Linked DNA regions of Mus musculus: region 2 is linked to region 1. Evidence: chromatin contacts called from public Hi-C data. All regions are on one chromosome and are shown on one strand. Each heading gives the region's core, a stretch centred on a gene start, on an enhancer-like site or on the middle of the called end of the contact. The rest is flanking DNA. Distances are from core to core; before and after follow the strand shown. Region 1 overlaps Sphkap (SPHK1 interactor, AKAP domain containing). Region 2 holds the start of Sphkap (SPHK1 interactor, AKAP domain containing).

Evidence for each region. A called contact is a pair of places that touch in the nucleus more often than the background predicts.
Region 2: a Hi-C map of cortical neurons shows a contact between it and region 1, with 2.5 times the contacts expected there. The contact joins the promoter of Sphkap here to the enhancer-like site in region 1. A contact is called at or near these places in 1 of 39 promoter capture datasets (stem cell-derived epiblast-like cells), 8 of 484 Hi-C or Micro-C datasets (the HL-1 cell line, cerebellar granule neurons, cerebellum and 3 more), 2 of 115 datasets of contacts at active chromatin or transcription factors (heart atrium and neural progenitor cells) and 2 of 9 other capture datasets (liver and pancreatic islet).

What each region holds. Positions count from the first base shown.
Region 1 is chr1:83,344,487-83,347,186 of GRCm38.p6, forward strand. The region is part of intron 3 of Sphkap (SPHK1 interactor, AKAP domain containing); the gene reads right to left. Among named protein-coding and RNA genes, the nearest start is that of Sphkap, 62 kb to the right of the region's middle. Within about 2 kb of position 1,420, at least 23 of the 459 cell types and tissues checked have an H3K27ac peak or open chromatin away from gene starts, as enhancers often do. A contact at or near this core is called in cerebellar granule neurons, cortical neurons, heart atrium and 1 more, where this site is marked.
Region 2 is chr1:83,406,770-83,409,469 of GRCm38.p6, forward strand. It overlaps Sphkap (SPHK1 interactor, AKAP domain containing), which reads right to left and starts at 1,431. Exons shown (of 12, transcript NM_001356547.1): 1 at 1,211-1,431. The coding sequence starts at 1,238.

The DNA of each region.
Region 1 (2,700 bases), core at 170-2,669:
ACATGCAATGAGACAATTCCTAGATTTGAAAGTACCTGACCAACTGTAGGTAGCCATCTTGAAAGTTATTCTTTTCTCTGCCCTTGACCACGGGGGCCCATGGATTGTTTGACACAAAAGTAGCATCAGAACCAGCCTCTCAGATATCAGGGCCTCAACGCAAGCCAGAATCTTTGTGAGATAGTGTTGTCTCATGCATCTTACATTTGGGTCAACTGGTCTAAGTTAAGGACCCTAGTTGAAAGTTGTGTGCCAGTCCTGATTCTCTGTCAGCTAACTCTTAATCCCTCCTAGCTTCTGGCCCAATTTCTCTTAGTAAAATCATAGTATCAGGCTATCTGAGGTAAACACTACCCTTGTACGAAGCATAATGTAATCTTCCCTTTCATACTTCACACTTCCTAACGATAAGAAGCTGAAGAGGGTGGGGAGAAGCCCGGTAGCAGTGACCATTAGGGGCAGGGGGCAGGGGGCAGGGGGCAGGGGGCAGGGGGCAGGGGGCAGGGGGCAGGGGGCAGGGGGCAGGGGGCAGGGGGCAGGGGCAGGGGCAGAGGCAGAGGCAGAGGCAGAGGCAGGGGGATCTCTGAATTTAAGACCACCCTGGTCTGCAGAGTGCAGGACATTGGGGCTACACAGAGAAACCCTGTCTCCACCAAACAAACTGAAAAAAACAATGAGGAAAAAATGGGGAAGGAGAGGGGAGGAGGGAGGGAAGTGGAGAGGAGGCTTTGAAGCTAAGCACACTCGCTGCTCTTGCACAGGATTTGGATTTACTTCCAGCATCCGTATTAAGTGGCTCACGACTGTCTGTGATTACATTTCCAGGGAATCCTCTTATGACCTTTATAGGAACATACACATACATGATGCACATAAACACATACACACAAAGTCAGGCACACACTTATACACATGATATGGGAATTTTTTTTAAAGACTGATCAGAGAACAAGTAAAGAAAATAAACATGCTAGCTTCAGTAAATTACTTGGCCTATTGTGTTGCACAATTGTAACTTTTTTTTTTTTTGTCTAACGGTTTGAACAAAGAACTATAAGAAGTGCTTGGGAAAAAGTATGTGCTTGAACATTTAATGTTTTGAAGCGTTAGGAATATAGCTTCCTGCTGAGCGAGTCATTTTTTGAGTGGGAAAAGAGAGCCACTCACCAGGTTCTCCACCGCTCGTTTAGTTATCTGCTATTTTTAGTTCCAGGCTTGCCTATTTCAGATGGAGGGCTAATAATGAACGCGCTGCGTGCCGCGCATTCCCAAGTCTAAAACGATAACGATGCAGCTTGTCTGAACGTTCCAAGAGTGTTGTGAATAAGAAAGAAAGAAACCTTCCCGCTCCACGGTGTAGCTAACTGCTTTCATTTCACCAGGCAGTAGCAGGGTGCAGGCCCTCAGCTTTGGTATGAGACAGAGAGGGAAGAAGTGACTCTCACAAATTAGACTCAGTCCTACCATGGCTGAGCAATGCCTGCTTCTTTGGTTGGTAACTTAAATCGGAGAAGATGCTCGCCTTTAGCTTCTAAGATCTGGAGGAAGGACTGAAAACACACTCTCCTCATCTCAAGCACCTATCAAGTATAATTGGACAATTTGATGGACTTCTGAGAGTCAGTTCTTGCATCATTTGATGATAACAATGCCACTTGAGAAAGCTGTTCCAGGGACCAAATAGGAAGATGTTTACAAAACCAAGATCACCCAACTAAATAGGCAGCTGATTGATACCTGATTTCTCTTAGCAGAGGCAGGCAGTGGAATTTATAGGATCTGTGTTCCATCTTAGCAGTTTCTTGATCTTGCTAGCATCTGACAAGTTCTCTCTCCCCCTTTGTTTGTGATATGCCATCCTTGTTTTAATTTTCCTTCTCTACTTTCCACAGCCAACAGTCAGTTAGCAAATGTTCACTGAGCTCACAAATGAACTCAGTGAGACACTGAGAAAAATATAAAGAAGCCTGACCTAGCATCATCCACTGTATTCTCAGCAGGAGAGAGATAGAGGTAGGAGGATTAGAAGTGCAATGGCAGCCTGGTCAAGGTGAGGCCCTGTGGCAAAATATAGTAAAATATGCATACAAAGCCAACTGCATCTTTGGAAAGTAGTCCCAAGAATGTGAAGGCAGGGAAGTGCTTTGAGGAATGTCAAACCCAGCCAAATAGTCCAAGAATGAAGTGGCTAGTTTTATCTAGGGTCAAGAGGCAGCAAAAGCCCTTGCACTTGATGGGTGTGTCGCAAGGTGGATAGATTTGAGTTGTCTAGAGATATTTGGAAAGTTGGGGAGGATTGCCCCCTTCCCCAGACTGATTTTCCCTATTGTGCTCATAAGTACTTAGAGGAATACTGTCCCTTCCACTTCCAGCAATCATTCTCTTTGCAGGGCCTCATGGGATTTAGTCATCACCTGGAAGAATGACACAGCCCTCTCTCCTGATTCAGTTTTGACCCTTTCCTGGAGCCTGCTTCTTTTCAGATTTCTTTTTTTTTCCTTTTTTTATTAGATATTTTCTTCATTTGCATTTCAAATGCTATCCCCAAAGCCCCCTATACCCTCCTCCGCCCTGCTCCCCAACCCACCTACTCCTGCTTCCTGGCCCTGGCATTCCCCTGTACTGGGGCATATGATCTTCGCAAGACCAAGGGCCTCTCCTCCCATTGATGGCTTACTAGGCCATCCTCTGCTACATATG
Region 2 (2,700 bases), core at 181-2,680, 62 kb after region 1:
CAGCCTTATCCCAGCTCTCCCTCTATCTTGGCTACTGTCTGTGAGCCTTAGCCTGTGAGTATTGGGTCTTCCTATGTTCCTATGCAACCCAAGAATTCTAGCTCAACTTGTTTATTTCAGTGCTTGACAGTGTCAGCTGAAAACTACCTTAGTTTTTTGGGGTTGGTTGGGGTGGGGTGAGTTGGGGTGGGGAGATAAGAAGTAAGAGCCTAAAAGATTAGCCCTGAGCCTCGGTGGAGTTGAAAGGTGGGCCTGTGGGATCTCAGCATGGCAGCCCAGGCTGCAGCATTCAACAGTACTAGGAGCTCTAGGTGTGAACTGCGAATGCTCAGTTTCCTGCTGGGCAGAGAGCACAAAGGGCTCAAAGCTACCTGCTCAGTTGGGCACCTGAGAGATAGACTCGGTTCAACCCGGATATTTTTTAGGGAGAAGAACAAAAGTCATAGAGTACTGAATTCTCCAGCTGGGTCCGGAGTAGAGCAGAACAGGAGGAAAGAGAGAGGAAACACAAGACCAAACAACAAAACATTGTAACCACGTCTTTCAGGTGGCTGGACTTACCGGTCTGGGGAAGGGACTCAGACACTAGGTGGAACTAGCGCTTCAGAGATGCTAAAGGACCAAAGAGGTCTCCTCTGCCCAGGATTACAGGTGGGCTCAGGTTAGTGCCAGTGAGAGATCTAAGAGATCTCCCCCTCCCCAAGCCTACAAGACCTTGTAGCTCACTCCAAAGCCCCAAACACTAACCCAGGTTAAGGTCAACAGAACTGGAGGTAAATCAGCTTTGGTCTTGATCCCTCAGGTCTCTGTTCTCCACCTTGGAACGCATTCCAAGTCAAGGCGCAAAACTGCTCCAGGTAATATAACACTAAAAGCCCGATTCCCCAGATACCTCGCCTGGCAGAGGAGACCTCACCACCACTACCCGCCCCCAGCCCCCCCTCCCCCAGCCTTAGAGGCAGGCACCTGGCTCCAGCACACAGGCCCCACCCAGCCGGGCGCCCAGTGGGGTAGCTAACAGAATTGAAGCCCCCACCCCTCACCCCCACCTCTCAAGGGCCGATCCCAAGGATCAGTCGTGCAGGAACTTGACTTCTCCGTGGGAATCTCTAAGGAGAGCAAAGGGTGGAAAGCAACTTTGCCTATGATCTCTAGTGCCCAGCGGAGTTTGAGAGACATCACATTAGGCATATGGAGAAGCGAGTCTTACCTTTGCACAGAAAGCCGGGAGTTGACATCCATGGTTGACCGCAGGCAGAGAAAAGCTGACAGCGCAGGCGAAGGCTAAGAAGCCTGAGCGCCCTGCGCGAGGACAGAGACGTGCAGGCTGGAGCAGCAGTGACTGAGACCCGCAGCGGAGATTGATGCTCGCTCCTCCCTGGCCACCAAGCGCTGCAGAGATGTCCTGGTGGCGCCTCCTGTGGTCTGCTCAGATCTTGAAAACTGCTGGCTGGACTTGACCCTTCAGCCTAATTCCCGCCTCCCTCCCAGGTCTCGGGGGACTGACTGCCTTCTGTGCCTTTCGCTGTTGCTCCCTGCTCACTCCCCTCCCCTTAGTCCAGTCCCGCCCCTTGCTTTCTCTGGTGAACACCAAGTCTCAGCCCTGAAGTTGTTCATCCACTTGGCTGCATTTACAGGCTCACTTCTGGCAGTTCTGGCTTCCCGCTGCCCCTACTGGTGGCACACACATCCCCTTGAAGACCCTCTATTTGTCCTCTACAACAAAACAGGAGGTGCAGGCGTGGTCACTTGTGTCAATGTATCCAGCTCCTTTGCTTTCTTCTAAGCCTCTGTCCTGTTTTAACTCTCTCCTGTCTCCATGTAACTCATTTTCCTTAAATGGGACACCATCATCTCTCACCTGTTTGACCCTATGAGGAGATAAAAGTTTCAAAAACTCGCGACAGTGGCCATCCTTCTGAGGCAGCTTTCAGAACCGAAGGCAAGATTTACTGATGCTCTATTGTCTGCTCAGCATCTCTTTGAGCAGAAACAGACTTTTTTTTTAAAGAAAGAAATCAAGACACTGATGATAGCAACTCTCTGTTAAAAAGAGGGCATGGAACCTTGTGCCCTTTCTTTTTGAATTGAAAAGCAAACTAAAAATGAATACCCTGAGACTTCCAGGAATGGGAAGATGAGATAAATAAAATTTCCCCTTTTGCTTCTTGCAAGTCTAACTAGGACTCTCCATATTATGAATTGTATATAGAAAAATTCTGGCAGAAGCAAGGAGAACAACTAGGGGCCTGACCATGCAAAGAATGTAGTGGGGGTCTCTAGCCAAATGACAGAAACAGCCTAGACAGGCAGAAAATGCACAGATACCTGCTTCATGATGGCTGAATGTTAGAGGAGAAAATCCCACTCTAAACTGTAACACCAAAGGCTATGGGGGAAGTTCATATTCCAGTGTCCTGAGCTGGAAGGATGCAAGTCACTCGTAGGGTCAATTGTGCAAGAAAGACTAAGCATGGATCAGGACTTTCATCCCTTCCAGGAAGAAGCAATTGACATCTCCACAAATTGGCACCAATAGAGGGTTCTCCTAACCAGCCACAATACCACCCAGATAGATGTTATGAGAGCAAAGAAGGTGGGGAGATTTTGAGCTCTGTATAGCCCTTAGAGAACCTTGGTGGCAATTTAGAGGAGGCCTAAAGCTCAGAAGTAATGAGGTCATGTAGCAGCCTTGGTGCA